Regions from separate parts of the Mus musculus genome. Here regions 1, 2, 3, 4 and 6 are each linked to region 5. Evidence: chromatin contacts called from public HiChIP or PLAC-seq and promoter capture Hi-C data. All regions are on one chromosome and are shown on one strand. The core of a region is the stretch at or near the end of the contact, and the rest is flanking DNA. Distances in the headings are between cores, read along the strand shown.

Evidence for each region. Promoter capture Hi-C pulls out the DNA fragments that hold promoters and counts their contacts. HiChIP or PLAC-seq counts read pairs in DNA pulled down with a chosen protein or histone mark.
Region 1: a contact with region 5 is called in a promoter capture Hi-C map of liver. The contact joins the enhancer-like site here to the promoter of Ndufa6 in region 5. A contact is called at or near these places in 3 of 39 promoter capture datasets (cranial neural crest, embryonic stem cells and liver), 1 of 484 Hi-C or Micro-C datasets (liver), 4 of 115 datasets of contacts at active chromatin or transcription factors (embryonic forebrain and embryonic stem cells) and 1 of 9 other capture datasets (embryonic stem cells).
Region 2: a contact with region 5 is called in an H3K4me3 HiChIP or PLAC-seq map of stem cell-derived neural progenitor cells, with 4 times the contacts expected there. The contact joins the enhancer-like site here to the promoter of Ndufa6 in region 5. A contact is called at or near these places in 4 of 39 promoter capture datasets (the HPC-7 cell line, embryonic stem cells and trophoblast stem cells) and 6 of 115 datasets of contacts at active chromatin or transcription factors (embryonic stem cells, extraembryonic endoderm stem cells and stem cell-derived neural progenitor cells).
Region 3: a promoter capture Hi-C map of liver shows a contact between it and region 5, with 3 times the contacts expected there. The contact joins the enhancer-like site here to the promoter of Ndufa6 in region 5. A contact is called at or near these places in 2 of 39 promoter capture datasets (both in liver), 4 of 484 Hi-C or Micro-C datasets (all in liver) and 5 of 115 datasets of contacts at active chromatin or transcription factors (differentiating embryonic stem cells, embryonic stem cells, hepatocytes and 1 more).
Region 4: a promoter capture Hi-C map of liver shows a contact between it and region 5, with 2.2 times the contacts expected there. The contact joins the promoter of Cyp2d40 here to the promoter of Ndufa6 in region 5. A contact is called at or near these places in 5 of 39 promoter capture datasets (the 3T3-L1 cell line, cranial neural crest, embryonic stem cells and 1 more) and 8 of 115 datasets of contacts at active chromatin or transcription factors (embryonic forebrain, embryonic hindbrain, embryonic stem cells and 5 more).
Region 6: a promoter capture Hi-C map of trophoblast stem cells shows a contact between it and region 5, with 5 times the contacts expected there. The contact joins the enhancer-like site here to the promoter of Ndufa6 in region 5. A contact is called at or near these places in 12 of 39 promoter capture datasets (the 3T3-L1 cell line, the C10 cell line, the HPC-7 cell line and 8 more), 2 of 15 datasets of contacts at CTCF or cohesin (the NIH/3T3 cell line and large pre-B cells), 7 of 484 Hi-C or Micro-C datasets (cerebellar granule neurons, cerebellum, cerebral cortex and 4 more), 21 of 115 datasets of contacts at active chromatin or transcription factors (astrocytes, bone marrow-derived macrophages, craniofacial prominence and 10 more) and 2 of 9 other capture datasets (embryonic stem cells and liver).

What each region holds. Positions count from the first base shown.
Region 1 is chr15:82,692,307-82,695,755 of GRCm38.p6, forward strand. No RefSeq gene overlaps it. Among named protein-coding and RNA genes, the nearest start is that of Cyp2d40, 70 kb to the right of the region's middle. Within about 2 kb of position 1,690, at least 9 of the 459 cell types and tissues checked have an H3K27ac peak or open chromatin away from gene starts, as enhancers often do. A contact at or near this core is called in liver, where this site is marked.
Region 2 is chr15:82,855,375-82,858,717 of GRCm38.p6, forward strand. Tcf20 (transcription factor 20) reads right to left here. Exons shown (of 5, transcript NM_013836.3): 2 at 1-1,910. The coding sequence starts at 1,874. Among named protein-coding and RNA genes, the nearest start is that of Tbrg3, 41 kb to the right of the region's middle. Within about 2 kb of position 1,462, at least 50 of the 459 cell types and tissues checked have an H3K27ac peak or open chromatin away from gene starts, as enhancers often do. A contact at or near this core is called in stem cell-derived neural progenitor cells, where this site is marked.
Region 3 is chr15:82,636,667-82,640,038 of GRCm38.p6, forward strand. It overlaps the pseudogene Cyp2d13. Among named protein-coding and RNA genes, the nearest start is that of Cyp2d34, 17 kb to the left of the region's middle. Within about 2 kb of position 2,120, at least 6 of the 459 cell types and tissues checked have an H3K27ac peak or open chromatin away from gene starts, as enhancers often do. A contact at or near this core is called in hepatocytes and liver, where this site is marked.
Region 4 is chr15:82,762,728-82,766,060 of GRCm38.p6, forward strand. It overlaps Cyp2d40 (cytochrome P450, family 2, subfamily d, polypeptide 40), which reads right to left and starts at 1,395. Exons shown (of 6, transcript NM_023623.2): 1 at 1,195-1,395. The coding sequence starts at 1,383.
Region 5 is chr15:82,352,342-82,355,563 of GRCm38.p6, forward strand. It overlaps Ndufa6 (NADH:ubiquinone oxidoreductase subunit A6), which reads right to left and starts at 1,950. Exons shown (of 3, transcript NM_025987.3): 1 at 1,740-1,950. The coding sequence starts at 1,887.
Region 6 is chr15:82,813,571-82,816,773 of GRCm38.p6, forward strand. It overlaps Tcf20 (transcription factor 20), which reads right to left. Exons shown (of 5, transcript NM_013836.3): 4 at 2,041-2,090. Among named protein-coding and RNA genes, the nearest start is that of Cyp2d26, 21 kb to the left of the region's middle. Within about 2 kb of position 1,416, at least 18 of the 459 cell types and tissues checked have an H3K27ac peak or open chromatin away from gene starts, as enhancers often do. A contact at or near this core is called in epiblast stem cells and trophoblast stem cells, where this site is marked.

The DNA of each region.
Region 1 (3,449 bases), core at 440-2,939, 340 kb after region 5:
TGGTGTCTTATCTTTTAAGTTCAGCAAAGGAATCACAGTAGATGTGACCACCCAGTTGTTACATTGCCAGAGCCACAAAATTGTCCTGGGGACCCTTAGCATTTCATCACACATGAAGAAAATCTGTTTCCTCCAGATGGGCAATGCATCCAGAGAACACATAGTGGTAAGAGATTCAGCAGTCACATCTCCTCTCTCCACTCAGTGTTCAGTGCATTCGACCTCCCAGCAGATCAAGACCTCGGCTTTGACAAGATCATAAGGGACTTGTCACCTCTATGCTTGCTGCCCTCCCCAACTAGACTGAACTTTGTTGTCACATCCTGCTTTACCTCCTGGACCTCCAAAACTTTTGCTCTAGAAGGTCCCAGTGGCTACCACCAAAAAATTGATAAGTCTGTCTCTTCTTGGTGGCCCAGATCCCTGTATGACTTGTTTCTTAACCTCCACTATGTGCTGCTAAGGACACTATGACATCAGTTACCATCCTTCCCTACTTTACTCACCTTGTACAAGTTATATGGCATGTTATCCAGGTCCACCTGCAGCAGGTTACCCAGCACAGGCCATGGCACAGGGTCTGGTGGGCAGCAAGAAGTCCAGCGCTGGCACCGGTGCAACATGTCCACCAGTAATATGAAGATGACTGTGACTATGACCACGGGCCACAGGCCAGTCCCAGTCAGCAGCTCCATGGCTGCCCCACTTCTGTCCAAGCTTCCCAAAGACCAGTGACCAACACTCAATACAACACATAGGATCAAGAAGCCTCGAGCTTGCATCCTGAAACTGTATAAAGGAGTGCCAGAGTTGCCCTTTGTCCTCTGCCTCCAGCCCAATCCTGTGTTTTGTTTGTCCAAGTGTAGGGAGGGGCCAGAGAGGATCAGTCTCTCCCTCGAGCTGAGCAAGTTGATTCTGCTCAGCTGAGCATGGTAGGTAAATGTCCAGTGGACCGCTGCTTCAAGGTGGATGATCTGATCATTGTGTGCAGAAAAATCATCTGGTATGGTACACATTGAAAGCTTTGGTGGCTTGATGACACAACTAACAGAGAGATGAGACCTTCTAGTACTTTGTAGAGTAGGGTTTTTGTTTGTTTGGTTTTTGGCAGGACATGGGGGTTGACTGGCATTCAGTCAATGGCTTCTCTGGGTGTGTGAGCTGTCAGAGCTGTCTCCCGCATTAGCGGAAATGAGGCTGGAACCCCTATGGGTAAGGGAAAGGGCATGGGGGAGAGCAGCTGGATTCCCTGTGGGTGAGTGAGGGCCACTAGGGCAAGAGAACTAGAGTATTTACAATCTTCAGTACAGGTCTATAGTCACTCAGTTGATCAGACAGGAAGATATAAAATGCCACATTTCTCAGATCCAGTCTGAGGAAGCTGAGAAATGGTCTGGGAATCTTGGTGGGACTCTAAGTTGGTTCAGGTACTTGTCATATGCTGGCATCTGTCTTATTCACCCTCTGTTTCTTGGTATGTCAATTTCTCCTGGCAACAGTCTTCCACATTAACATAGATAAGGCAGATTTCTCTTCAGGCCAAAGGTCTGTGGTCAGGATGGGTTATATTGAGGAAAACAGAAAGATGACTCCTGAGTCTTCCAACAAATGGTACTTGTGTGCTGGGCACTGCTGTGCCACAGCACATGCCAGCTCACCATTCACTAGGGTCAGCATAGGCTCAGTCCCTGCCCTTGCTGGATCCACGCCTCTGAAGATCAAAGGCTCAGAAGTCCCAGTGGAATCTAGGTAGGATATCTCTGATGCACCTTCTGTGTGGCAGAAGGGAGGCAGGGGATGAATAGAGACCACACCATGCAACCCTACAGAAAGGACTATACACCACTCTCCTCCTCTCAGCTGTCCATACCTCCCCTGCACTGACCATGTCTGTATCACTGGAGCCTGTGTGTGACTCCATTTTTATTGCTGGCTTGAATCCTCTAAGCCTGCTCCCTCTTTCTATCCATGATTCTTGGCCCTGCCCAATCAAGATTCATGTTTTGATAGAATGGTACTATATGTTGTGACAGAGACAAGGGACTTTCCTGAGCCCCAATTTGTCCTGAAAGGAGACCTGCATGTTAGGCAAGACACCAGCATGGATCATGATCAGAAAGGGGACTAGGGAAACAACTTCCTCAGGTTACTGACAGACTCCGGCTGTTGGGTTCCTCCAAGTTTGCTCCAGGACCCTAGTAGAATAACTTCTGGTGCCAGATGATTAAACCTGCATGTTGGTCTGGGACAACACATTGGACTTCTCATCTCTTCCTGTCTGTGTCATGCATGACATTATCTAAGATAAGCAGAGGTGCTGACTGGGTGCCATGTCCACAACAGGAAACTGGGACTGAGAACCTGGACATCAGTGGGCAGTAGGTCTCCCATGTTTCCAATTCTCTGCAGTCATGTGTACAGATAATTGATTGCTGTCCTTTGGACTCTCTGGAAGTGGACAGATGGAACATGGGAACATCTCTCCTGAACTCTGTCTTGTGCACTGTTTATTTCCCTTTTTTGCCTTTCAGTGAAATAATAACCAACGTGAGTTTAAGAGCCATCTCTAGGTATTTTTCTTTTCATAAGCATTCTCAGAAGTGGGAATTTACTCAGGATGATTGTGACTCTTGAGGGCTGTCTTGGGAAACCTATATTTGGAGAATTGATGGCTGAGATTGGCTAGCATTGGTTACACTTTCATCCCTGAACGTTCATTGTACCTCTCATGGTATGAGGTCCCAGTGAGACTATGGTTCATTACCATGGTCAATTACTTAGGAAATTTCAAAGCACAGAATCAATGCCTCAAATGATTCACTTGGCATGAAATGCAGTGCAAAGTATTGAGAATCAACCTCATAGATAATTCCTGGAGGAGTATTTTGTGTATTTCTAAAATGCCCAGAAAGGGGACTGCTGAGCAGGATCATGACACTGACCAACCTCCATTCTAAAGAAGTAGATGGGGTTTGTAAAACTGTTCTGCAATCCAAATAGACTTCTGGTCACAAAGAACATAGCCCAAGCATCCAAGAACTAAAGCCAAACTGGGTTTTTGTAATAGTTAAAGACATCCATGTCACAGGTCACTACCTGGCTGATGAAATGGCTTGGTGGATAAACATTAGCCACCTATCCAAACAGTCTGAGTTTGAGCTTTTGGAGCCACACAGTAGAAGGTGTGTTTTAACTCCTTATGGTAGAAACAACTCCCTCTGCATACACACATGGCACACCCATCCACCTACACATATATAATAAATAAACAAATTAAACCAAATACTCTTTAACAAGTTCACTGTTACAAGGGAAGAAGAGAAGCAATCCATAAGAGGAAGAAACTAATGTCACTCCAAACATCTGACTAGACAATAAGAGTCAGAAACAAAATTGTATATCAGGCATCTGTAGGAAGTATGAGCCAAAGGCTTGCACAGACATTTCTG
Region 2 (3,343 bases), core at 212-2,711, 500 kb after region 5:
TTCCCCTCAGATGACAGTGATGTGTCCTTAGCACCTGGAGAGGCAGCTTCGTCCCTAGTTGCAGGACTGGTACTGAGCCTAGGGGCCTCATTCTGAGCACCTTGTGTTGGTGAGGAGCCAGCTTTCTCTGAAGCGCCACACTTATAGGTGGTGTCAGAGCTAGTGCTCTGGCCACTCAGTTGCCTCACCCTCTCACCTTGATCTTCTGAACTACTAGAGCAACCTCCATCCAATGACTCAGCCATAGGGGACTTTAGTTGTTCTTCAGGCTGTGAGGAGCCTTCTGAGTTTGTACAGCTATCTGCTTTCTTAGATGATGATGAGGGCCTCTTAGACGTCTTCTTCTGAGGTGTCAAAGCATCAGAAAGTAACATGTGCTGGACAGTATTAGGAAGATTGGCCACTTGACTACTCAAAGCACTCAAACTACTCAACCCAGGATCAGTCAGCCGCTTTTCCGGCACCCCTTCTAATCCAAATCCTTTGAATCCTGCAGCATGAGAGTTAGGACTGGGCATCATTGATGGAGTTGGACTGAGCTGGGGCATTAGCTGTAAAATTCGGTTTCTGGAACTCATGGGCACATTGCCTTGCCCACACTGGAGATTCTCACCACTCTGCATGAGAGGAGAAGGTGTAGAGCTACAGCTTGGAGACTGAACCACAGAAGCAGCTGGAGAAGGGTTAGAAATAGGGCTGAAATTCTGGTGGAACTGCATGGGAGACCTTACAGGAACCTCAGGCTGGTTGTACTGCCCAACCTGGCTTTGCAGAGGCATCTTGGTGGCAGCATTTGTGTACTGCATCACATGCTGGGGAGGATGTTGCTGCTGCTGCTGCTGTTGCTGCTGTTGCTGCGGCTGCTGTTGCTGAGGTTGTGGTTGCTGCTGTTGCTGCTGCTGCCCCTGCTGGTTTCCTGGTGGAATCTTTGCCTGTTCAAAATTTTTCATAGACTGAGGTTGATAGCTATAATTTGATTGTGTTCCATAAGCCTGTGCATTAGAACCCACATTATGCCCTTCATACTGAGATCCAGCATTCACACTGTAACTGCCATCATAGCTTTGTCCAGACTGACTGAAACGCTGTGGAGAAGGGAAGGAGGAGGAGGAAGAGGAGGAAGCAGAAGACTGGTAGTGCTGTCCAAACTGACCTACTCTTAACTGATAACCAGCAGAAGATGGCAGAGTTGAGGGCCGCTGCATTGGTTGTAGATGCGATGAGCCAGAGGCTGGCTGTCCAGTGGTTTGTGGCAGAGGCTGATGGGATTGGTAAAGCTGTTGTCTCAACTGCTGTACTTGCTGCTGCTGTTGCTGCTGCTGCTGCTGTTGCTGCTGCTGCTGCTGCTGCTGTTGTTGGCTAGAGGCCTGCTGTTGATACTGAGCACTCCCAGGAGAGAAAGGCCCTGTGTAATCCTGCTGATAATGAGACACACCACCAAGGGCAGAGTGCTGTGCTTGAAATTGGCTCACATGACCCTCACTCGCATACTGATTGCCAAAGCTGCTCCCCTGGGGAGGTCCATAGCTCTGTACAGGCCCAGAAGGCCTTCGCTGAGGAGGCTGTGGGGTTCCTGCTGCCACTGTGTCTTTGTTGCCTGCCATGTAGTAAAAATCTCCAGCTTCTTTCCTGAAACCCTGATAGCCTTGATGGCCAGAGGTCTCACTAGCCATTGCTGCCGCTGCAGCAGCTGTTCCTCGTCGACCGCTACTGCTGCTGCCAGTGCCACTACTACCACCACCTGCTCCCCCAAAATTCTGGAACATCTGGGCCTGGCGAGGGCTGAACTCTTCTATGCGGGATGAGCTGTGCACCTCCTGTGGGTAGCTCTGCTGGTTTCCGTGGTAACTGCTTTGCTCCCGAAACGACTGCATACTGTTCAGCAGCACAGCAGCAGGCCAGCAGCCCTCCTAGAAAGGGAAAAAAAGAAAAAGCATGAGACATGCATCTGCTTGACACAAAGATCAAGCCTAGATAAATAACTCAGTGACCAGATAAAGCTGATTGCTTAAATTCCATCTCCTTTTTCTATCAATTTCTAATAATGCAAGTAAGCAGATAAATGGTCTAAAGAATGAAGGAATCTGTAATACAACAAAGAAAATACTAGGAATACACAAACACATTCAATATAGTCTTTAAAAACTTCATTAGATAAATGAGTCTTACAAATTCAACTGGAGTAAATATTGGAATGTTATTACAAACAAAGACATTTTTTAAATAAATCTTTAGTTACTGTGGGGTGACAAAAGCTCTTTTAATTTAAGCTGAGGAGCCTCAGATAATGACGGAGCAGTTGTTTCAGGAGGTGTCCAAGACTACTCCAATCACTCCAAGACAAAGACCCATCCTGAGAACCAAAGCTAGTTCCTCAAAATCGCCTGCTTATGGTGACTAGTGACTCTGGGACACTCAACTTGGTATTACTATGGATTCCTTATACTGTAGTCACCTATAAGTCAGATCTGACTGCTTCTTGACATAAAATTGTCTTCAAAGTACCTCTCTTGACCACCTAATTCAGAGCCACCAAGAGCAAGAGACCACAAAAGAGTAGTTATAAGGTCCAGGACTTTGAGTCTACACATTCCAGTCCCAGTTGTGGACTGTTCTCTCCAGCCTGGTTTGGAAAGCTGGTGACCTCACTTTTATTGAAAACTAGTATTAACTTTTGTTGTCTTTCTGTCATCATCTAAGAGCATTATTCTCTCCAATGCATTCGGTTTTTGGTTTTGTTTTGTTTTTTTTTAAGATTGATTGATTGATTGATTGATTTAATATGAGTACACTGTAGCTGTCTTCAGACACTCCAGAAGAGGGCGTCAGATCCCATTACAGATGGTTGTGAGCCACTATGTTGTTGTTGGGAATTGAACTCAGGACCTCTGGGAGAGCAGTCAGTGCTCTTAACTGATGAGCTATCTCTCCAGCCCAGCACCCAGTTCTTTAAAGAACCCTCGATGCCTCAGGAAAAAACTTTCTGCTGGGATGTCTCCATGGAAGTAGAATCCTGCCATTCCCCACCTGATGTAGTCCCACCTTTCTGACATTGTCATTAGGTTATTTGTGTTGTCTGTTACACTACAGGAGAGTATGACTCCAGGTAGAGGATACAGTAACAGGTCATGAGTTTTGATTCTGGGAAAATGTTTAATGCATTAGTACAAAACCCACAACAATTAAGACAAGGAATAAGGCTGTGTTGCTCATTAATAATTCTTGCCTAGAAGAGAAACCCAGCTGGAAATTACCCGCTGAGCCATCTCACCAGCCCTCTCCAACCCAATCTTTTCTCCCCCAAAGACCCCTGAAGAATCTTCAAGAAAGTTTCTACCTTTCC
Region 3 (3,372 bases), core at 870-3,369, 280 kb after region 5:
CAAGGTTCAGGCAAGAGTGTGGTCGAGGACTGTTCTCTGAGGACTGAACACAGACAGGAATGAGATTTGAATAAGAAAAGAAGTGGCAGCCACAAAACTGGTTTATTGTGCGTGTGACTCTAAGCTAGTTTCTGGACTAGGATTTGTTGCCTGCTAACGTGTGAATGCACAGAGCTGATAGGGGGAGGGGCTAACCAGAAATGTAAAGATGCCATAGTCACTGGGCTGGGGCTGTCCAGCAGGCACTAAGAAGCTAAAGCGCTGCAGGAGGCAGGTGAAGAAGAGGAAGAGCTCCATGCGGGCCAGGGGCTCCCCCAGGCATGCTCGACGACCTGTGGGTCAGAAAGGGCTCAGTCAATCTGGGACTTGATTGGTGCTTTGTGGGACTGTGAAAGGCAGCCTGTTTTCTGGTCAGGTGAGACTTACTCTGGAGACTCAGTAGAAACTCTACAGAGCAGTGAGCCATTCTCCCAAACAGACATAGGTGCCTGACACCACGGAGCCCCCAGCTCCATAATCCTGTGACTACCAGTCACATCCCCAAACTCCTTGTATTCTGGCTAGACTCCATCCCCACAGTATCTGGCTATAGCCAGGTATGCTTCTTACCACAACTGCCCTGCAACTGCAAGATAGCCCAGCCCACTATAAAAGGGGCTGCTTGGCCCCTCCTTGTTCTCTTAAGCTCCCACAGTCTCTTAATCTTATCTCTAGCTCTCCTTCAGCCCCTCCCTTCCGGTTTTTCTCCACTTGGCTATGGCTGGCCTATTTCTTTCTACCTTCTCTCTTTCTCCCTGTTTTTCTACAATAAAGCTCTAAAACCATAGACAATCTCTGCTCATTGAGACTCACTGTGTTGGGGAAACAGAGTAGGCGTTCCTCTAAAGAGCCACATCTAACCTCCCACTGGAAGGCCTTCCTGCACTCCAGCCATGGCCGCCAGCCAACCCAAGGCACCCACCGAGCTAGCAGCCTGAACTAGTCAGGTTCTCTCATCCCTGCAGTAAACTGCCAGGGCTCTCCCCTTACCCTCCCTCCGGCCCCCGGCCAGAGTCCATCTGAGGGCCTGTTCTCAGCTCTTACACGACATACAGTGACATCTGGGATGTGTGAGACTGAGAACCTGTCGTCTCTGGCCTCCATGAGGCCCAGAGACCCTGGACTGCTTCCTCTCTGCCCCCCCTTGAACTGAGGTTCATAGCTTCCCACAGCCAGACGCTCACCCGGGCGGCATAGAGAGTGCAAGGCAGTCCCCCATGTCCAGTTCGGGTTCTCTCCCACCCCCTTTATTTCCCCAGGCCTGATGCCCCACAGTGCTCCACCCTCCAAGGCACCCCGGGGAGAGACAGGGAGCCAGGCACCCCAGAGGCACCTGCTGAGAATGGCATGAAGGCCTCAGGCTTCACAAAATGGCCCTGGGCATCCAGGAAGTGTTCAGGATGGAAGCGGAGGGGCTTCTCCCAGACAGTCTCATCCTTTAGCGCGGAGGACAGGTTGGGGATGAGGGTCGTCCCCTGGCAGAAGGCACATGGTGTGAGGTTGGACTGGGGTGGGGTTGTCTAGTCTCTGATCACCAAGCTCACATGCATGGTCTCTACCTCACAGACTGGATCCTTTCATATAACCTTAGCCCTAGAGACTTCTTAGCTGTCATTAATACTATGACATGAATATGTGATAAGTGACAGATATACACATTGTCACCTGTATTTGTAGGTAGTGGCTGTTACCACTTGACTTTCCAGTATACAGTTCCTGCTACTGTTTCTCTTCCCATAGTTACCTGGGGAAGCTGGTTCTGTGGCATGGAGAACTGGGTAGCCTAAATTCCAGTCCTATCTTAAGTGGACAGCTCAGACATTAGAGAGCTAGCAACCCTGACTAGACATTGGAGGGTCCCAGGCCTACCTTAGGGATAAGGAAGCCCTGTACTTCCAATATCATGAGAAGTCTTGTGTGGCAAGTTCATTGGGACAATGTCTGCAAAGCGCTGCACCTCATGAATGACAGCATTGGTGTAGGGCATGTGGGCCTGGTCTGCCATCTCTGGACACCGCACCTGCCCTATGACCTCGTCGATTTCCTCTTGCACTCGGCCTGGAAAGGCAACAACCACTTAGAAAAAGGAACACCAGAGGGGTGTCCTTTGTCCCTCTACTACTGCTCTGTTAAGGGCTGAGCCCATGGGAGAAAGGTGACCATCACCCTTGCTGGAGTCTGGGTTAAACCAGTGTTGGGAGCCACAAGAGTCCCAAGTAAGCTTAAGAACTGTGCCTCTACCCTCCTCCTCCTTTCTTCCCAGCCCCATCAGTCTCACGCTGCACATCTGGATGCAAGATCATGAGCAGCAGGGCCCAGGTCAGAGTGATTGAACTGGTCACAATCCCAGCACCAAACAGGTCAAAGACAACCAGACGTAGATTTGCTTCATTGAAGCTACTCTTAGGGTTCCCCTTTGCCTAGGACACAGAAAAGCAGTAGACTCAGTGGAGAGACTGGAAGGCCCCATAACACTCTCCTGATGACTTTAGGTGGTGACATTTCAGTGTCACTGGGTTATTCACAGCGCAATGGACACCAGATTGCAGAGTCTCTCACCTTCTCCATTTCAGCCAGAAAGGCATCAGTCAGGTCACGAGGTGGCTGGTCAGGGTCCCAGGTCCTCTTGTGCTCAGTCACCAGCTTATTTACCAGGGTGAGAAATGTCTTTTGCCCAGGGAAGACTTTGTCAGCCAACCCTGGGATGTGCAGGAGAATTGGAAATGTGTTCAGAACCTGTAACAACCATAGAATATGGTAAGTTTTCCTGCTGCCTTTAATTTAACGAGTTGAGTAAATAATTAGTTAAAATAACAATAATAAGTAAGAAATAACTTCAGTAATAATAGTCATTATTTCAATGTGTTTCCATGTGCAAATGATGTGAGCAGTGCTATTGACACAACAAAGATGTTGAGGTCCAGGAAAACCATAGAGAGTCAGTTGCGTGGCATCCAGGATTGAAACTCAAGCACCCTGCTTGCCTGGCAAGCTCCTTACCCACTAACCATCTCTCTGGCTCCTGGGTACATAGGCTTAGTGTTGATCTCGGCCAGTCTTAGTTACCAGCCTCTTCCATGATGGACACGGGCCCTATGTGTTCCCACCCATCACCTGACTCCTTCTTAGTCCATGCCTTCAGCCTCTAGCAGCACCTTGGTGGAAATCCCATAGGCTTTGGTGGCTTCCCTGTGAGCAGAGGCCCAGCTTCTCACATTCTAGAGGGCCTAATCTTGGGCCTCTTCTCCCCTCACATTGCTGCATGCTTGTCAAGCTTCAGGCTCCTATTCCTGTGGATGACACTTCTAGAGGTCTCCTTTCCAAATCTCCTGT
Region 4 (3,333 bases), core at 145-2,644, 410 kb after region 5:
ACTTCATTTCTCTTCTCCTCTGAGATCACTGTCCCTCATTATTTCACCCTTTTCTACTACGAACATCTCCCACCATGCTAAAGGGGCTCCACAATGGATTTCAGGGATGTTTTGTTGGATTTTTTTAAACTCCATTAACACCTACATCGAACCCTGATCTTCCTTTGCTCACTGTCCCCATTGTGTGACTCTAATGTCATCTCTGCCACCACACTGCACTGTACCTTTATCTTTTTGTCCATAGCCTAGGTGTGGAAATATGGGCATTTCAGGGCGGTCAGCAGTGTATTCGCCACAGGTCACCAGTGCTTCCTGTACTGCCTTCAGTCCGTTGACAATGACCATGGCATTCCAGCCCATCTGCAGGCTGAACATGTCACCATAGTGGTTTTGAAGAAGTAAAGGGACAGAGCACATAGGAAGTGTAGGTTTGCACATATCATAGAACCAGGGTCACTGTACAAACATGGGCAAGGAGTTGAGTGTGCACATGTGGGTTCTACCGTGTATTTGTTTGTATAAACATGTGTGTGCCCACCTGTGTGTGTTTTTGTTTTGGTGTGTGTGTGCTGTTGTTGTTGTTGTTGTTTCTGTTGTTGAACCTTGCTCCTCATGTATCCTGGGGAAATGCTCTTCACAGAGCTCCCTCCCGGGCATGAGACTGCCTACCACTGCAGTGTCTTATCTTTTAAGTTCAGCAAAGGAATCACAGTAGATGTGACTTCCCAGTGTTGACTTTGCAAGAGGCAGAAATCTGTCCTGGAGTTCCTTAGCATTTCATTACACATGAAGAAACTCTGGTTCCTTGAGATGGGCAGTGAGGCTGCAGAACACAGCAGCAGCAAAAGATTCAGGCAGCCACATTGCTCTCTGCACTCAGTGTCCTGACTGACATGCTAACTATACCTTGCATAATGGTAAGACCTCATCTTTGACAGGACCATAACAGACCTGGAACCTGTATGGCTGATGATCTCTACAACTAAACTGAACCCTGCTCTCACATCCTGATTCATCTTCTGGACTTTGACCCCCATATCCGTTGCCCTAGAGAGATTCATTGGATGCAACCAGAAATCAGCAAACTTGGCCCGTTTAGAGGTTCCAGATCGCTGTTGGACCTGTGGCTTGGCCTTCACTGTGTACACTACAGACACTATTAGCACAATAAAGATACACCACTAAGTCACTGACCTTGTAAAAGCTGTATGGCATGTTATCCAGGTCCACCTGCAGCAGGTTACCCAGCACAGGCCATGGCACAGGGCCCGGTGGGTAGCGAGAAGTCCAGCGCTGGCGCCGGTGCAACAGGTCCACCAGTAATATGAAGATGACTGTGAATATGGCCACAGGCCACAGGTCAGTCCCAGTCAGCAGCTCCATGGCTGCCCCACTGCTTCCCAGGCTTCACCTAGGCCAATGAACAACACTCCATCAAACACCTTGGATCAGGAAGACCCAAGCTTGGATCCTACCACCTTATAAAGGAGTGTCCAGGTTGCCCTTTGTCCTCTGCCCCCAACCCCAATCCTGTGTTTTGTTTGGCTAAGTGTAGAGACAGGCCAGAGATGATCAGTCCATTCCACGAGCTGAGCATGCTGATTCTGCTAGGCTAAATATGGTAGGCAGATGTCTGATCATTGAGTGCTGAAAAATCTTCAGATACAATTCACATTCAAAGCTTTGGGAGCTTGAACATTGCCTCAGAGAAAAATGAGACCTCCTAGACCTTCACAGAACACTTTGTTGAGAGGACACAAGGGTTGAGTGGCATCCAGTCAGTGGCGTCTGTGGGTGTGTGAGCAGTGGGAGCTGTCTTCTACAGTTGAGGGAAAGAGGCTGGAGCCCCTCTTGGCATTGGAAGAGCATTGGGGGAGAGCAGCTCAGATTCCTGTGGGTGAGTGAGGGCCAGTGGTGGGAAGGTACTTAGATCCCCCTTGGTGAGTGAGTTGTGAAGTGCATCTGGAGCAGTGGCATCTTCAGTACAGGACACCAGTTGATTAGGGAGCAAGACATACAATATGGGATTTCTCAAACCCAGTCTGAGGAAGCTGAGCAATGGTCTGAGAATTTTGAGGGGTCACTAAATTGGGTCAGGTTCTTGTCATGCTGGCCTCAGTCTCTTAGTTAACCTATGTTTCTTGGTGGTTCAATCTCTCCTGGCAACAGTCTTCCACGTGAACATAGGTAAGAAACATTTGTCTTAGGGCCAGAGGACACGAGTCAGGCTGGGCTGCTATGAGGAATAAGGAAAGATGACTCCTAAGTCTTCCAACAAATGGCGCTTCTGTGCCGGGAATTGCTGGGCACACTACACATGCCAACTCACCATTTGCGAGTGTCAACAGAGGCTCAGTCCATGTCCTTGCTGGATCCAGATCTCTGAAGATCAAAGTCTCAGAAGACCCAGAGCAACCCTATTAGATAGGCTCTCTAATGCTCTCTCTGCTGTACCTGGCAGAAGGGAGGCATGGGCTGAGCAGAGTCCACACCATGCATCCCAACAGCAATGAGTACACACGGACCTCCTCCTCTCTGCTGCCTGTGCAACCCTAGCACTGACCACCTCTGAGTCACTGGAGCTTGTGGGTGACTATATGCTTATTGGAGGCCTGAATCCTGTAAGCCTTTTTCTTATCCATGATTTTTGGCCCTGCTCAACACATTTCCCTAGAACACATTTCCCTAGAACGGCATCATAGGTTTGAACCAATACAAAGGTCTTTCTTGAGCCCCTACCAGTCCTGAAAAAAGACCTGCATGGGAGTCAGGACAACAGCATGGTTCATGGTCAGAATGTGGATTAGGAAGACACTTGCTCAGGTCACTGACAGTCTCAGGATGCTAGGTTCCTCCTGGTTTGCTCGAGGAAACTCCCAAAGAAACTTTCGGTGCCTGATATTAAACCTGCCTCTCCAAGCTGGGACACCACATTGGGACTCTCATCTCTCCCTGTCTGTGTCATACATGCCATTATCTTAGTCAAGCAGTGGTGTTTACAGGATATTGCCTCCAGTGCAGAATGGGTTAGTTCAGGCTTGATTTTCCTACATTCGGTAAGTGAACCCTTATAAGGTACATGCACAGAAAGGTGAAGGATGTCAAACACTCTTTGCTGTAATGAGTTTCCTCTCTATATCCAGTTTTTGGGAGATGGCCTGGATGATTTGCTAACCGTATGCCTGTTGGCACTCTTCTTTTCCAATCATCCTCTGTCCATGTCCCCTCGGCCATGTAAACAAACGTGGTCCATCAGAACTATGTGATTTTATGTGTACTCAGGTATGGATATTCATGTCAGCAGCACAGGTGTGACATGTCCACAACAGGAAG
Region 5 (3,222 bases), core at 700-3,199:
TGGCCATTCTTGTGACATGTCCACTCTGATCTATAAAACTGCAATCAGCCAACCATGGTGGCAGATGCCTTTAATCCCAGAATTGAGGCAAAACCTTAACAAAAACAAAAACAGTGCTGGGCATGGTGGCGCACGCCTTTAATCTCAGCACTCGGGAGGCAGAGGCAGGCGGATTTCTGAGTTCGAGGCTAGCCTGGTCTACAAAGTGAGTTCCAGGACAGCCAGGGCTATACAGAAAAACCCTGTCTCAAAAAAACAAAAAACAACAAACCAAACCAAAACACAACACCCAAAAACAAAACCAAGCCCGGTGTGGTAGCACAGAGGCAGATGGCTCTTTGAGTTCAAGGCCTGCCTGGTTTACGTAGCAAGTTCCAGGCCAGCCAAGGCTACAATGTGAGACGCTGTCTCAGAAAAACAAAACAACAAAAAGTCACAAAAACACAGACAAAATCATGCTGTGTCTAAATCAGGTTTGAATCTTTTGTTATACTCCAATTCAGTGATTGCAGAAATGGTGAACACTAGGCTAGGTTCTGAGAGAGCTGTCACCAAGGTCAGTGCGCACACAGGGATTTCAGGAAAGAACTGTACAATGACAAACTGAGACAAGTTTAAGTTGAGACAGAACCCGTCACTCAGAATCTTAGTATTTGTGAAGCATCAGGCCCAGAGACTGAAGGGTGCAGTATTATAACTACTGTCAGGTAAACTCCAGCCTGAGGTGGGCATGGTTTTTTTGTTTTGTTTTTTCTCCAGTCTGTGTTCTAATAACTAAGAGGAATCTTCTCCCATCAGTGCCTCCCCCGAGTTTTATATCAGTTACTTAAGTAACCTATTTAATACAGTAACTCCCGGAAGAAGACAGTATTATGGCCATTTCACAGATGAGCAAATACCGGTGAAAAATCTTACCCAAGGTCACACAGCTAATAAAGGTCGAAACTGAGGACAGTGTGGCTGCCTCTCAAGCAGTGCTGAGGCGTGCTGTGGAGCTGTTGTTACTCATTGGAAAACGCCTTTCCCCTCAGATCAGCTCAAGTTAAATACATGTCTACTCAACAACAAAAGATGTCCCTGACATATGTAGGACATTTGAACTCTCGCTAACCCCCTTTTAAAATCCACTACAGTGGCAGCATTGAGGGAGACAACCAAGATTGCAGATTCACACTCGCCACTCAGGTGAACAGACTAGATTCTCCCACCTACGGGAAAAGGCGTGTTTTGCAGCAGAAGGGGGTTAGACTTCAAAATTCTGGGGCAAGCTGATCTAGTGAGCAAAGCTGGGGAGCTCTGAGGGGCCATTTCGTCTGGAGGCTTCAAAGGGCAGCAGGCAGCTACTGGGTGACCTTCGTCAAGTCGTTTCCCTCTCGTGATGCAGTTTGTTCTCCAGACTAAGTAACAGATAACTGCTAAAGCCCTTCGCCACTTTAGTTACAAAATCGAATGGGCATCTAGAACCTTCTCTGGAACTGTAAAGCTGGGTTCAAGAAGCACCCGGGGCTAGCTCAGGACCGCGGACGCCCCTCCCAGGGGCTCCATAAGAAATAAGGAACAAAGGCCACCAAAGCAACTGGGGCGCTCGGAAGCCCTGTCCCGGTGTGGGGCACTCTGGCTCGGGTGACCCCCTTCCCCCGAAGCCCAGGGCTCGTTTCTGTCCCACTACGTGACCTCAGCTCGGCCGAGAGACCTTGGGCAGGTGCCTCCGGCGCCCCGAATGCACCCCTGCCTCTCACCGGTGTTCGGCACCTCCCGATACCAAGCGCGGTAGAGCTCGCGCACCCTCCGCTTGGCCTCGTTCAGGTCGCGACTGAAAATGGGCTTCACCGAGGTACTGGCTGCCGCAGCAGCAGCTTGGCGCAGGCCGGTGGCCGCGGCCGCCATCTTGCCGAGGAAGCCCCGCCCCTTCAGCGTGCGCACGCGCGGTGCCACGGGACTCGCTGCCGTGCCTCCTGCAGTGCAGAGGGAAGGACTGACTGGACTAGGGCTCTCTGATTGGCTGGAAGCCTCGGGCTCTGCAATGCGCATGCTCTACCGCGGAAACACCGATCCGGGGTTGGCTCGTTCAACGGCGGCGCTGAGGAACCACCAGGAGGCGCAGCGTCGAGGCTTCAGGCAGCGGTGAGGCGCTCTGTCTGCTCTTACCAAAAGTTTGTTCCTTCAGCCAGGCGCCGTGGTTGGCAGGCTCGGAGGAGAAGACCTCGGGCATAGATAACGGTGCCAGGCGGCAATGGCAGTCTTTCCGCAGCAACAGTGCGTACTGCTGAGCATATTGTGTATGTGCTTCCGGAAAACCGTTTTCTTGTAGACATGGTGTCGATCGCAAAAGCGCCTCTGGCTTGAGCTTTTTGGCGTTTCTCAGCCCCGTTTGTTTACTTACTTCATGCCATTGTTTTGAGTTGTCGTCTCACTGCGCCTGGCCTGGAACTCACTTACGTAGACCAGCCAGGCTGGCCTCAGAGCTTGCAGTGATTTCTCTGCCTCTGCAGGTTTGTGCCCACAGCACTTGCGGTTGCCTTTTTGTAAATAAATGTGTGTGGGTGTTTTGGATGTTTGTATAGGTGTGCGCCACGTGTGCTTTTTGGAGTCCATGGAGGCCAAAAGAAGGCTATGGATTCCTCTGGGACCGACGGTTATGATTTGCTTTGTGGAGCTGGGAATTGAGCCCAGGTCCTTTGGCAGAGCAGTTAGAGTGCTTAAGCACTCACTGAGGCATCTCTCCAGCCCCGCAGTTACATTTGACCTTGCACTCCACATTTCCCCTGCTTCAGTCTCCTTAGTGCTACTTCACCTAGCCTAATCATTTCCATTTTAGACTAGGGATTTTACATCCCAAACCATGGAAGCTATATCTACCTCTGTATCTAATCTATATCTATACTCTATGGTATATATCTATATATATTCGCTGCTATATAAATAAAAGCTGAAGAATTGCTGCCTAACGACATTCTAATATAGTAAGTGCACCATGCTTTTATGGATATTTTTGTGGTGATTTGAACAAACAGTACTTCCAGTCAAAGTACAATGCACACAGATATGCTCAGCACACAGCATTTAAACTCTCATGGAGGAGAGCATGGCAGCAGGCAGGCATGAGTGGCCTTGAAGCAGCAGCTGAGGTCTTACAATAGAGAAAGACTGGGCCGGCCTCTAGTCACTTCTAGTGACACATCTTCAACAAGGGCCACATACTCCAACAAGGCCACACCTCCT
Region 6 (3,203 bases), core at 166-2,665, 460 kb after region 5:
TCTCATCCTTCAGTGACATGCAGGGCAGAGAGGACAAAGCAAGCTTCCAGACCCCGTCTCCACTAAGCTGCATTCTTATGGCTGTGAGCACACCCATCACAGTTTAATACCTTGACACCATTAAGAATATAGTGAAACTGGATGATGAAAGTCCAGTAAATCTCATTTGCCTTGTTTTTTTTGTTGCCTTTTTTTTTTTGGGGGGGGGGTGCTGAGACAGGGTTTCTCTGTGTAGCCCTGGCTGTCCTGGAACTCACTCTGTAGACCAGGCTGGCCTCGAACTCAGAAATCCGCCTGCCTCTGTCTCCCAAGTGCTGGGATTAAAGGTGCGCGCCACCACTGCCTGGCTTGCTTTTAAAAAAAAAAAAAAAAAAAAAAAAAAAGAATTCTTCACAATACTGGAGTGAGATTACAAATAATAAAATTTGGAAAATATTCTGTTTGTTTTTTCTTTTCAAAAACAAACGAACAAACATAGTATATAAGCCTTACCAAAATTTAAGGATTTTTGTTTGTTTGTTTGTTTTGTTTTTAAAGTGACCACTGGTTAGGTTCCACTAAGGCAAGAGTCAAAAGACCAGGCTCCTGGCAGAAGATTCCCACCCACAGGGTTGTCTTAGAAGCTCTGCCTTTAGGACCATCACTCATAGGCTCATTTGTCAGCTCTTCACTAAGGGCTAACTTTAGAAAAGTTGTCCTGACTCCAATTGGCAGTGGATAGTTAGTTCTGAAGCCTTCTTGCAGACATTCAGGAAGCTAAATAACAAAATAAAAAGCTGTTCTGTTATTGCTTTATTAATCCACATGACTAAAAGCTGGTGGTGCAGCCTAGAGCCATTAGGAGGCCAGAGGCCAGATACACACGGAGCTGGGTGAGGAGGTGGTGGGAGCTCAGCAGGCCCCAACTCACCTGTGCTTGCTGTCCATTCCCACGTGCACACTTCCCCCCTCACCCCCGCTCGGACTGCTCTGTGCTGAGGCTGCCTTTTGCGGTCTTGTTCTGCAAGGGGGGGAGAGGGCATGGAAGGGGAGGCTGATGCCGGCCAAAGCCAAGAGACAAGACAAAAGGGACAGAACAGGAAATACAGTGTGTGGGAACCAGGAAGGGTAGACGAAAGGACAGGAATGGCACATGGAAAAGGAAATAAAAAGCAGAGTCAGTACTGAATGACAAACAGGAGGCACCCAGACTGGGCTTGCTGAGGTAAAACATGATTATAAGTAAAAATAAAGAGAATACTGTCTGATCCTAAGACCCATCTCTGAGAATTATTCTTAAAAGCAAGCATAATCTGTCAGGAACATTCTGAGGACAGTCCTCTAAAGATGACTCCTTTAGTATTTTCCAGCCCTTCTGGAGACTGAGCGCCAATGACCACCAGGTGTCAGTGTGACCTCAGCTACACAGATCCAAGTACAGGAAAACAGGGGCAGCAGGGCAGCAGAAGTTTCCACCTTTGCCCTCCTCCTTCATCCCATCCCATGCTTTCTGTTGTACCGCAGGAATGGGTACAAGTCTCATCTTTTCACCTTTCCTAAAGGAAGTGAGCATTCACCACACTGGGAAATGGGCCGGCAGCAGCCATCACCTATACACCGCTGGGTTGCTTCTGCTGCACTACTTGAGAGAGAATGAGGGCTTCTCCCAGGCTCTGGAGTTGGCCTACTTACTAGTGTGATAGATGTTTCTAGACCAGGCCTTGCACCAACTCATTAACCAGATCCACAAACTAGATAGAGTTCTACTAAAACTCATGTACAAAGCAGTAAGTTTTATTGGGTCTGATATTTAATTACTCCTGAATCACAGACATTCCCCTCAAAAAACTAAACCTCTTCCCAACCTACCACAAAGGCTGTTGGGCCCCTTCCCCAGGGAGTCATTCAGTTCAGTGACACGCCACCTTCCAAAGGCCAGGAGAAGGCTACAGCTACAGCATAGGGAACGGGCACGGGTGAAGCCTCCCAGTGTCTGGGGTTTACCCCTATTTCCCAGCTACATAGCCAGCTCCACTGAGAGTGCAGGGGTCAGTGACTCACCTTGTGCTTGGGGCACCTCACCGAGAAATTCTCCTCATGCAGCAAACAATCTACAAAACAAGACAGTCAGATTAGAATGTATGCTTAACTGAGTATGGCTATACTGGTTGGACAGATACACATAAATGTAAGGGGCCTCAATACTGATTTATTTCCTTCCTAGTTTCAAATGTATATATGCAATACTCTTTTATATAAAATAAACCAACAGTACTTGTGGAGAAGCCAGATGCCATTGGACATATATGTATTTCCCCTAGCTTTATTATGTTTAGTGGATTATCCAGGGAACTGCCATGGGGCGCCCACATGATAACTGGAGACCCTATACTCCCTTCCAGGAGCTTTGGCTGTACCTGGATTTCAAGTTATTGAACATTTAAGACCATTTAGATCTGCATCTTAGACACGCAATTGTTTTCCTCATATTCTTTGCTTCTTGGACCACACTGTAGTTCCTAATAGGAAAACATTGACATCCAAAATAATCTATGGTACATTAACATGGCATCAGTCACAAAACAAAACAAACCCTAGTATTTTAAAGTGGTTGATGCTATGGGTAAATAACCATGATACTGTGATACAAAAATCACCCCCAACAACCAGGACATATAAATGTATAAATAAACTTTAATTTTTAAAAAAGGTTTATTATTTATTTATGAGTACACTGTAGCTGTCTTCAGACATACCAGAAGAGGGCATTGGATCCCATTACAGATGGTTGTGAGCTACCATGTGGTTGCTGGGAATTGAACTCAGGACCTGTGGAAGAGCAGTCAGTGCTCTTAACCACTGAGCCGTCTCTCCAGCCCTAAATTTCATTAAAATGTTTTATATTCATTAAAAGAAAAGCCTTAAAAGAATTCTACAAAAATATAGCCGTGACTCTCTTGAAGAAAATAGGTGGTTTCCATTAAAATGTTTTTATTGGGCTAGAGATGGCTCAAAGGTTAAGAGCACTGGCAGCTCTTCTAGACATCCCAAGTTCAATTCCCAACAACCACATGGTAGCTCACAACCATCTGTAATGGGATCCAATGTCCTCTTCTGTTGTGTCTGAAGACATTGTACTCACATATATAAAATAAATAAATTTTTAAAAAAAATTTCTCTGTATGTTTAAAATGACAATAGTCACTGTCAAAGTTAATTTCCAA